4 separate regions of the Zea mays genome follow, and all the other regions are linked to region 1. Evidence: chromatin contacts called from public Hi-C data. All regions are on one chromosome and are shown on one strand. The core of a region is the stretch at or near the end of the contact, and the rest is flanking DNA. Distances in the headings are between cores, read along the strand shown. Region 1 holds the start of LOC100191284 (Short-chain dehydrogenase/reductase SDR). Region 2 holds the start of LOC103643157 (transcription factor bHLH30). Region 3 holds the start of LOC103643151 (tuliposide A-converting enzyme 1, chloroplastic). Region 4 holds the start of LOC103643156 (sodium channel modifier 1).

Region 1 (2,700 bases), core at 195-2,694:
CAGATATAGGGTCACTATATATCAAGATGGAATACCAACTCATATGCAAACAGCTGGGAGGGCATAGAAGATGGAGGAGCGCAAGAGGAGCACAAGATGGGGGCTGCTAAAACTCCACTAACTGCTTCAGAACCAAAGATCTTCCCCAAAATTTTCCTCTCTCTTTCCAGCAACATGAATTTGAAGTTGTCGTGCTGACCGAGTGCCATCAAACTTCTGGCCATACTTGCCAAACACATTAGTTATATAGCTCAACACGAACAGATTCGTAATAGTTAGAATAATCATTGCATGCATGTAAGCTCACAAAAGAAGTATGAGTGCCTTAAATCTTAGCTTTAGGGTCAAGAGCAAAAGCAAAAGAATACAGCATAGGAATGCTCTTCAAGTACTTTAACTACTTAGCTTTTCATAGAATAAAATGCCCTAGCTAGCTCATACATATGTTTTGAGCCTTTGCAATTTGCTTTTTCTCATTCATTTATTTCTATATTGAACACCTGATTATCCTTCGTGGCCTTCATATCATCAATTTCATGATTGCCAATTTTTCTCAACAACCTTTGATATAAATCTATCTTATATATATAAGATACTAGAGTAAAGTTTAGTCTACTAGTTGTCTCAATTACTAAAAAAAACACATGCATGAAGTTTACGTAATGTATGTACATGAACTTCTTTTGTACAATTTCTTTTGTACTATGTACAGTACGTATGGTAAATCTGTACGATACCATCTTTTTAGGACATATGCAATCACACTCTGTACCCTGTTTTTTGAGAGGTCTCTAAGATGTTAATGGAAAAGAATACAAGATATAATTGATTTTAAAGATGTCCCAATGTATCATACAGTTTCTTATATTAACTATATATCTCTTCTATTTAGAAAACTGATCTAGGGCTCTAGATTTTAAGTGCCCTTAGAGCAACGACTCTCCAAGTACCAGCATCGACGAACACCAAGATGCCTGTCCTCAAAGGCACCCGTGGAAAACTGCTCTCTCGCTGTCCGCTAGATACAGGTGGCGGAGGCGGCGGCATGGATGATACATGCACACCGGCCGAGGTGTCATCGGGAGCTGCAGCACTGTGCTGGACATCTCTGGTGATCGAGCAGGGCAGGCGACTGCAGATTCTCTGTTTCCCTCCTTTGCCCGACGACGCGAAAACGCCAAAAAAAAATTAATTTGAGCAAGCTAGGTGATTCCAGTGCCCGCTCTGTAGCGGCCAGCAGCGGATCCAGGGGCTGCGTATCGTGCGCCTAGTTTCTATTGAGAAAATCGTTGCCATATAGTCATAAATTATCCTTAAACTCTAGTTTTGATTCTAAATCCTTATCATTGTCCTCTTTCGAATCCTGGATCCAGGGAGATCCGATCCACCTCCCCCCTGGCTGCGGGGCTGTTAAAAGCAACGGAGAAACCGAGGGAGAGGGGACAACGGACAACCGCCCTTCTCCATCCGGTCTCCAAGCCAACGACTCGAGTCGTTCAAAACTGGACACAGCAGTGAACCGGAGCTGCTTGCTTGCTGTCTCGCCAAGAAGCAAGAGTAGGAGGAGCAGCTGGTCTCTCGCCAAGTCGCGCCTCTCCCTCCTCTCTTCTCTTTTCTCCCTCGCGTCGCGCGCTCCACATGCTGAGCCTGAGGTCAGTATCCGGCTCCAACTCCTCGAGGGGCATCGCCGCCGTGGTCGGCGTCGGCCCCAGGCTGGGCTCGGCGGTGGCGCGCAAGTTCGCCTCCGAGGGCTACACCATCGCCATCCTCTCGCGCGACCTCGGCACGTCCTCCCTCCCATCCTCTCTCTCTCTTTCGATCGGAGCACAAAGCTGAGTCCTTGCGCCTTGCGCGCGTGGCGTCTCGCAGTGAGTAAGTAAGCAAGTGACACGAGAGGTGCGTGCGCGTGGTTGCAGAGAAGCTGTCGCAGCTGGCGGAGGAGATCGCGCAGGCGGCCAAGGCGCAGGTGTTCGCGCTGCGGGTGGACTGCGCCGACGCCCGGTCCGTGCGCGAGGCCTTCGAGGGCGTGCTCTCCCTCGGCCCCGTCGAGGTGCTCGTCTACAACGCCTGCGAGCCGCCTGCAGCCAACGAGGACGCGCGCCCCGCGCCCTTCCTCGCCGTCACCCCCGACGCCTTCCACCGCGCCCTCGCCGTGTCCGCCGGAGGGGCCTTCCACTGCGCGCAACAGGTACGTGCGGTGCGGACTTCCTCCTCCTCCTTGCACACACAGACACAGCACAGCGCATACATACCGATCTCTCTCTCACTAGTCACTGCGCGTGCCGCCCTGCGCTGCGTTGCATGTCGTCGCATCGCAGGTCATCCCGGGCATGGTGGAGAGGGGCAGGGGCACCATCATCTTCACGGGCTCCTCGGCGTCGGTCACCGGCTTCGCCGGCTACTCCGATCTAAGTAAGTGGGGGGTGGCGCGCGCCTACAGAGCCAACAAACCCTGCCTGCTGCCTTTGTAGCTAGCTAGCTTATAAGCGATTCTTAGCTTGACGCGCATGCATGCGTGTGCAGGCAGCGGCAAGTTTGCCCTGCGGGGGCTGTCCCAGTCGCTGGCCAGGGAGTTCCAGCCGGCCGGCGTGCACATTGCGCATGTGATCATCGACGGCGTCATCGGCGAGAGGAGGTCAGTCGTCAGAACTCGGCTACGTACGTACGTTCATTAGCTAGCTAGTAACCCCATCATCCGAT
Region 2 (2,700 bases), core at 159-2,658, 420 kb after region 1:
GTTAGGGCCAGGGACGGAGGCAGCGGTGGGGCGGGCGAGGCTCGAGCCTCTCCTACCGCTGCCGAGTCTATGGAGCCTCACTATAGCCCCTCCTAAGATTTTTAGCTTACATATACAATGTAAGAGAGATTTCTATACTATACTAATTTAGTTTAGTCCCTTCTAAAAAATTTTCTGGCTCCGTCCCTGATTAGGGCAGCTGCAATGATGCACAACCACCTCTCTATAAGGAATCCATGTCGTTATCTATCCTATGTGGCAACAAATTAAATGAAGAAAGAAAGTGCTGTTATATATGAACCTAGAGTAAACCTATATGCAGAAACAGAGTGGGTGCAGAGAGTGTATTATAGAAGGTGTGCTATGTACACTATTGTGCTATAAACCTAGAGTAAACCTATATCCATATGAATTGGGAGGGATATATTGAGGGTGTTTAAATCTCAAATAAGTCAAAATTCTTCAATTTTTTTTCTAATCTCATCCAATCCATATGGGATGAGAATAACCAAAGAGGGCATAAAGCGATCTATATGCTCAAGCAGCTAACAATTGGTTAAATTGGGCTAGAATGGTAGATAGCGGCTAAATTATACTTGGAGCAAATAGCTAGATCTACTAATTATTAGCCATGAGTGTTACTAACAAATGTGTTAATAGTTCATTTACATATTTAAATCAGCTATTCAATCATCTATCAGTAGGCGGATCTGAACAATCATGATGTACTATAAATTTATCTCTTAAATTTGATGAAATAGCTTAATTTCTCGAAATAGTAAATCATTCCACTTGGTATAGCACTCCTACTTCGTATGAAATGGTTCGATTCTCTGGGGGCGGTGATTTTCCAAGTCGGCAAGCAGCATTTTGCCCGCCGACGCTTTTCGCTGACCAGCCGACAAGTTACGTTCCAAGGGGGGACGTGGAAAAGCAGCCCCGGTCCAGCAGGAATTCTGATCCGTCCCTCCCAGTCCCAAAGGCTGCCGCGCCCTGACGCAAAGCGTCGCGGCGATCAGCCACAGGCGCCGTGTCGCTCCCATGTCCCCGCGACACGGCTTCCCTGTCTCGCCTTCGCCTCCTTGCTCTGCGCCTGCTGCCCGCCCCCGAAAACTTCGGCTCTGCGGCCGACGAGGAAAAAGGCGTCGAAACCCTTCCCCTCCCCCTCCGCGCGCCAGGCGCCAAAACAGCCGTCGTCGCGGGGGCGCCGCGCTGACGCCACCCAGCCCACCCCGAACAAAAAGGAAGCGCACCGCGTGTCGGCGCGCGGCCCGAGCGCTGCGCAGTCACTGCGCCAGCCCAGCATGTCGTGGTCGCCCGCCCCCCTGGGGTTTCCCGCCATCGATAGGTGTCCTTTTTGAAAACCCCTGCCCGCGACGCTTCCGCTTCCAGACGACGATCGCCTAGCTCTACGAGCGTTTACGCATTACGCCAGCCCAGCTCGCTTGTCCGTTCAGTTTCTTGGGCGGCAGGTGGGCGAGGAGGTGGAGACATGGTGGCGACGGACGGAGAGGGGGAGCGATCGACGCCGGCGCCGGCGCCGGCGCCAGCGCTGCGGAAGGAGCGGGGCCGGAGCCACAGCGAGGCCGAGCGCAAGCGGCGGCAGCGGATCAACGCCCACCTCGCCACGCTCCGCACCCTCGTCCCCTCCGCATCCCGGGTACGTCAGTATGTGCGTGCGTGCGTTACACACGACTACCACACGAGAGACAAAACGATCGGAGCTGCAGCATGCATGGGATGCGTACGTGTGGTGGCTGACCTGACGACCCGCGCGCTCGATCGTGCAGATGGACAAGGCGGCGTTGCTGGGCGAGGTGGTGCGGTACGTGCGGGAGCTGCGCGAGAAGGCGAGCGACGCGGCGGCGGGGGTCGGCCTCGGCGTCATCCCGGGGGAGGGCGACGAGGTGGGCGTCGAGGAGGAGGACGGCTGCCGGTGGCGGCCAGCAGGTCGCCACCACGGCGCTGGCGGGATAGGGACGGACGCCGACGTCAGCCAGCCGCCGCCGCGGCGCGTCAGGGCGTGGGTGTGCTGCGACGACCGCCCGGGGCTCCTGTCCGACCTGGGCCGCGCCGTCCGGTCGGTCAGCAACGCGTGCCCCGTCCGCGTAGAGATCGCCACCGTCGGCGGGAGGACCCGCAGCGTCCTGGAGCTGGAGGTCTGTGACGACGGCGACGACGGCAGCGCAACTGCCGCGGGGAACGGGAGGGCGGTGGCGCTGTCCACGCTGCGCGCGGCCATGCGCGCCGTGCTGCTCAACCGCGACGAGCATGTTGTCGCCGCCGCCGGGGAAGGATACAAGCGGCCACGCTTCTCCGCGCAGATCGCCAGGGTTCAGTGAACGCCGTGCCGAGCTGCTAGGCCGTGCCAATATGAAGCGAGCGACTCCGTGTCCATGCTGAACTGCTGATGCATTGACCGTATAGCAGCACCGTACGTATGATCTTAAGGATTGTCAGGGTATACTGTTGGCGATAGTGGAATTTAGGGCAAGGTGTGGTGGTGATGCAAGGCTGGAACTGCAGTTGCAGCGCTGCATTGGCCGAAGCCCCGGAACAAAGTTTTGATATTTTGTAAGGGCTATATTTGAGCCTTCCCTACTCTAAAACGACGAATTAGGAGTTTGAATATATATATTACTATATTATGTAGCATTCAGAAAAAGAAAGGGGCCCCGATCGAGGAGTTCTTGGCGATTC
Region 3 (2,700 bases), core at 197-2,696, 280 kb before region 1:
AGTATACGGTATGGTGGTTACAGATGTCTCCACTCACCAGTGAGATAGACAGACCACTATAGCTACGTACAGAGGGCTGGCTGATCGATCGGGTGAGCAGCACTACCACGCTGCCGACAATCTATCAGCTGCCGTTGATGAACGCGGCGAGCGTGGCCATGTGCATGGCGGCCTTGGGCGAGGCGAGGTTGTTGAGGAAGTAGCAGTGGCCCTCGCCGGGCGTCACGTACAGGCGCGCCCGCCCGCGCCACCCGCTGCCCCGGAGCGCGTCCACGTACGCGCGCTGGAACGGCCCGAGCCGGTCCTGCTCCGACACCGTCATCAGCACCCGCGGCGACGGCAGCCGCCGCAGCACCTCCGCCGGCAGCGCCATCGGGTCCACGTACGGGTGGTCCATCCCGTACCTTCCCGCGCAGATGAAGTCCCACGCGCGCGCCGCGCCCCCGCCCACGTACCGCCCCAGGAAGTAGGGGTCCAGCAGCGCCAGCCCCCTGATCCTCTGCTGCTGCCCCGCCGCGCGCATCGCCAGGTTCTGCGCGATGTTGCCGCCGGCGCTGTCGCCGGCGAGGAACAGGCGGGACGCGTCGCCGTGCCTGGACAGCCAGGGGTCCCCGGCCCCGGCCCCGCCGCGCCGCGCGTTCGCGTTCGCGTTCGCGACCACCCACGCCAGCGCCGCCCACGCGTCCTCGTACGCCGCCGGGAGCGGGTGCTCCGGCGCCAGGCGGTAGTTCACCGACACCGCGATGACCCCGGCCTTGGCCGTCAGCGCGTTCAGGTAGCCGTGGTACACGGGGTCGAACGCCGACTCGACCACGAACGCGCCGCCGTGGAAGTACACCAGCACGGGGAGCCTGCCGCCGGCGCCGCCGGCGACGGCTTGGCGGCTAGGCCGGTACAGCCGCACCGCGAGGCCCGTCCCGTGGTCCACGACCACGTCCCTGGAAGCCACCCCGGTGCGCGGGTCCACGGACGCCGGGACGAACGACGTGCCCATGAACCGGTGCACGCGGCCGCTCTTGTACTGGATCAGGAACGGCGTGAAGTCGAACTTCACCTCCGTGTTGGGGTCCGTGGCCGCCTTGCTGCGGAGTGCCGAAGCTTCCGCCGCCGCTCCCCTCGCCGGCTCCCCCGCCGCTCCGAGCAGCGCGAAGAGAGAGCAGAGCGCGGCGACGAGCAGGACAGGGGAAGCCATGGCAGCGATGAATGACGGCGCACTGCTGTGCTGTGATGCCGCCCGGCCGGGGCTCGCTCGCTTATATATATATGCACGGAGAAGCACCGGTTCGGTGAACGATGGGGCCCGGTCGCCACGGCGCGCACTAAAATGTGAGGCCTGGGCACGCCACGGGCTGCCGGTGGTGCGGGACGCGACCGGTGGTGTGCGTGACGATGCCGGCGTGGCCGGCGACGGTTTGTGGTCAATGCGCCGGGCCGGAGCACGCGCTTGGGCGTTCCATTTTAGTGGGGTAGCGATCCGTAACCATCGGACGGTTATTGCTCGAGTGAGTGAGTGCTTGCTTGGAGCTGTCGACCATCCGTTTGTCCTGGAACCCAACTGACTCAGCTCAGCTCAGCTCACGCAGTAACCGGCGCAGAGCTTAACTCCTTCCTGGTCCAAGCAAGGTCATGCGCAACGGCCATGGCGTTTTCCACCACGGAATCGGAACGTACGGCGTCACGGGACGGGACGGGCGATCCGTGGCGTAGGCTTGGCGCCACTGCTGTGCTGTGCTGGTAGTACTCGGTAGGTTGGGTTTTGGAGCGTTCCGGCTCCGCCGTCGCCGTGCGCGTGCGGTGGCGCTGGCGCTGGCCCGTCCTCCGCGCCCGACCCGCCGGTTCCAGATCCAGCATGGCATTTAAGGTGGCTGTGACTGGCCACTGGGGACGGGGCCACGCCTACGCACTTGCTAAATGCTACCTGTAGTAGGTTGGTTTCTTTCTCCTCCCCCGTCGTGCCAGCGTCTGTTGCGTCGCTGCAGGCCATGCCGGCCGTTTCTCTGAGCCGAGCACCCTAGTTATGGCGCTGGCGCCCCCACCCCCCATCAATGGATGCTTGGCGTTTTACTGCTGCTGGAAGCTGCACACGGTCCATCGCAATTCGCAACTGTACTACTGCCATTCACTAGCCGAAAAGCTGAATTGCTGTTCGTTCCATTACTGATTGATTACTCACAGTTTTAACCTGCAGGACTCTCCACCGCCCCACCCCCACCTATAGATGAGCATGCAGCCCGCAGCCCGACAGCCCGGCACGAGGCCCGGTTTTTTGGCCCGGCCCAAGCACGGCACGGCCCGTCTGGTTTCGTGCCCGTGCCGGCCCGGCCCGGTAGACCAGGCCGTGCTTGGGCTGCCGGATGCGCCCGCCGGGCGGCACGGCCCGGCCCGCTAGGAAAAGCAGGCACGGAGCCGGCCCGGTTCCAGGCGAGGGGCATATCCGCCCGCCCCTCCCCACCGCCCGTTCAGTCCCCCAGTCCCTAGTTCCCCACGCCACGCGATTTGCTCCGCAGCCTCCGCCCTCCGCTCGTCCGCTCGCCGCTCCCTCCCCATTCTCCGTCAACGCCGAGCCGTCGCCACTGCCGTTGCCGGATCTCCGTCGTCGACCGACGAGATCTCCTCTCTGCCTCTCTCCAGTCTTCGTCACTCGGTGACGCATCGGCTCTCCATTCCCCAATCTGTAACCCTAATCCCCTTTCCGGCTTT
Region 4 (2,700 bases), core at 194-2,693, 290 kb after region 1:
TGGGAGGGCTCCCGGACGGCTCCGGCTGCAGCTCCTTGCCGGAACCGGAACCCTCCCAAACACAGCGCCCAAAAATGGCTCTGGAGAAAGAGCAGGAGCCAGAACAGCGTCGAGAGCTGGAGCCCAAAATTTTGGCTCTGCACGGCTCCGCTCGCGTACGGGCGCGAGACTGCGCAGTTTGGACCGTCCACCGTCATGCTTCTCTGGCCTACGAGTCTCTCTTGCCGCACTCCACAGTCCACAGTCGTTTCCCTTCCACGAGTCCGTAGTTTGGTTTCAGTTTGGCAATAGTTTGACGCCCTGAAGAAAGCCTGAATGAATCAGGAAAAAAAGATCCTGCTACTTAACCTGCTAAGTAGCAGTTCTAGATCAATGGTAGCAGTTTGATGAAGGTTGCAGTTGGGTTGCATTATTTTCATTTCACCACTTAGCTTAAGCTGTCTTTTTGTTTGATGAATCCTGCAATTGTTTGACGCCCTCACTCTGCAAAAGTTTGGTGCTGCAATAGGTTGACGTTGTCACTACTGTCTCAGTTTCAGTTTGGCTCAGTTCCTGTTTCAGTTTCAGTTTAGCTTTAGGGCAACCCAAACCATTGATCTATAATTTTCTGATTAGCCTCAAAAGGTTCAAATTGATACACCAAATCAAAAAAATACATGAGGAGCAGTTTTGCCAAACGATTTGTAAAAGACATCGGCTCCTACGGAAGAGCTACTCCTTTAAAGCAGTCGGAGCCGGAGCCGTTTTTAGAGGAACCGGAGCCCTGGCGAACAGGGCCATAGTCTCTGGCTCATTTATCTTTAACATCTTAAGACGGTACAACGTGTCACTCCAGGCACTATTTGACTTATAGAAGAAAGTTCGGGGAAGATCTGTTTACTAGTGGAAGGACGAAAGTGGGCTTCTGTAGGAAGAAAATAGAAGTTACACGAGCTAATCCTCCCTAATGTACAAATTCACGACATCGTAGGACGTTCATCAGAAATTAACAAGAGGAGTCTAATAAAGGAGGACCCGAGGTATGTGATGCCGGCTTACGGAGAGCATGAGCGGGGTGTCGAGGACGGGGCGGTGGGGGCAGATGAGGCAGGCGAGCTTGCCGTTGTGGAGCTTCTTGAAGGAATCAGGCGTCGAGGGAGACGAGGGCGCCGTGATGGGTAGCAAGAGCTCGTCGAGACGCCGCTTCCGCTGCTGCGCATCACGCGCCCAGCTGTCGCCGCCGAACACGCTCATGCCGACTTCCTCGCCGACGCTGTGGAGTGATGGTGGTGTTTGGCCCGCGTCCTCAGTCTAGATCAGACCGGGATTTGCGCAGCCAACACTACAGCTATTTAAGGTGGAGTTTGGTTGAGTGGTTGTAATGGTAACGTTAATGTAATTAAATAAGAGCGGTATCTATTAGATATCATGGGAATGAAAAAGCGCCAAGTGTTTAGATAAATCTAGTAACGTTTTTTCATTTCCTTTATACTGTTTGGATGGTCCTGGAGGTAATGAAGCCTAACAGCCGCACATAAGCCCAGCGATCGAAGCCAACTTCAGCTGCAGAGGTTCATGTACATGTCTTGCTAAACAGAAATAAAGCTAGCAGCTTTGTGCTAGCACAAATAACATGTTCTAAACAACAACTTTATACTGGTTATTTTCACAAACAGTTGACAGCACAGACAAATTATCAGGAAGGGGGGCGTTGGCCAGCGGGCGCGTTGGAGGCAGGAGCGGTGATCGCGGAGAACGGACGGGGGCGGGAATCACGGAGGCAGGGCTTGTACTTGTGGACTCCTACAATACTTATAGAGTAGTAGAGATAAATTAAAATTATGCATAAATGAGTTTTAAAACTTAGTTATTGGTTTTACATTCACACTTATCTAACTAATAGAAAACACATATTTTCGTGTCGTATTTGTCGGCGTTTCGAGACCGGGGGGTCCCTGAGCCGACGAGTGAGTGTGTCGCGTGCCCCAGCCCAGATGGGTCGAGCGCGTGGGCGAGCGCGAAGGGGGGAAAGCGAGGTGGCCGGAGACGGGCGTGAGAGAGGTGGAAATCCCGCGGCCTTCGTGTTCGTCCCGCGCCCAGGTCGGGTGCGCTTGCAGTAGGGGGTTACAAGCGTCCACGCGGGTGAGGGAAGCGAGCGGCCCCTAAGAGAGCGCCTGTCCCGTCCTCGTTCCCGCGCGGCCAACCTTCTCTAAGAAGGCCCTGGTCCTTCCTTTTATAGCCGTAAGGAGAGGATCCAGATGTACAATGGGGGTGTAGCAGAGTGCTACGTGTCTAGCAGAGGGAGAGCTAGCGCCCTAAGTACATGCCAATGTGGCAGCCGGAGAGATCTTGGCACCCTGCTGGTGTGATGTCGTGGCTGTCGGAGGAGCAACGGAGCCTGGCGGAGGGACAGCTGTCGGAGCGGTTGAGTCCTTGCTGACGTCCCCCTACTTCCGTAAGGGAGCTGAGAGCCGCCGTCGTCACAAGGCTAGCGGGGCGCCATCATTGCCTATCTGGCGGAGCTAGCCAGATGGGACACCGGTCTTGTTCTCTGCGGCCCGAGTCGGCTTGGGGCAGGGTGATGATGGCGCTTCCTGTTGACGTGGCGGGCCTGTGCCCTAGGTCCGGCGACGTGGAGGCTCCTCCAAAGCTGAGGTCGAGTCTATCTTCCATGGCCGAGGCCGAGCCCGAGCCCCTGGGTCGGGCGAGGCGGAGGTTGTT

What was found. Hi-C and Micro-C count contacts between places; a contact is called where the count stands out from the background.
Region 2: a Hi-C map of ear shows a contact between it and region 1, with 2.1 times the contacts expected there. The contact joins the promoter of LOC103643157 here to the promoter of LOC100191284 in region 1. A contact is called at or near these places in 5 of 25 Hi-C or Micro-C datasets (bundle sheath, ear, endosperm and 2 more).
Region 3: a Hi-C map of root tip shows a contact between it and region 1, with 4 times the contacts expected there. The contact joins the promoter of LOC103643151 here to the promoter of LOC100191284 in region 1. A contact is called at or near these places in 4 of 25 Hi-C or Micro-C datasets (ear, leaf mesophyll, root tip and 1 more).
Region 4: a contact with region 1 is called in a Hi-C map of root tip, with 3 times the contacts expected there. The contact joins the promoter of LOC103643156 here to the promoter of LOC100191284 in region 1. A contact is called at or near these places in 4 of 25 Hi-C or Micro-C datasets (ear, endosperm, root tip and 1 more).

What each region holds. Positions count from the first base shown.
Region 1 is chr1:204,351,502-204,354,201 of Zm-B73-REFERENCE-NAM-5.0, forward strand. It overlaps LOC100191284 (Short-chain dehydrogenase/reductase SDR), which reads left to right and starts at 1,445. Exons shown (of 5, transcript NM_001136718.2): 1 at 1,445-1,783; 2 at 1,917-2,188; 3 at 2,319-2,412; 4 at 2,524-2,635. The coding sequence starts at 1,639.
Region 2 is chr1:204,775,900-204,778,599 of Zm-B73-REFERENCE-NAM-5.0, forward strand. It overlaps LOC103643157 (transcription factor bHLH30), which reads left to right and starts at 1,409. Exons shown (of 2, transcript XM_008666315.3): 1 at 1,409-1,660; 2 at 1,791-2,633. The coding sequence starts at 1,493. The coding sequence ends at 2,342.
Region 3 is chr1:204,073,050-204,075,749 of Zm-B73-REFERENCE-NAM-5.0, forward strand. LOC103643151 (tuliposide A-converting enzyme 1, chloroplastic) reads right to left here and starts at 1,447. Exons shown (of 1, transcript XM_008666303.4): 1 at 1-1,447. The coding sequence starts at 1,192. The coding sequence ends at 125.
Region 4 is chr1:204,644,216-204,646,915 of Zm-B73-REFERENCE-NAM-5.0, forward strand. It overlaps LOC103643156 (sodium channel modifier 1), which reads right to left and starts at 1,444. Exons shown (of 4, transcript XM_008666310.4): 1 at 1,039-1,444.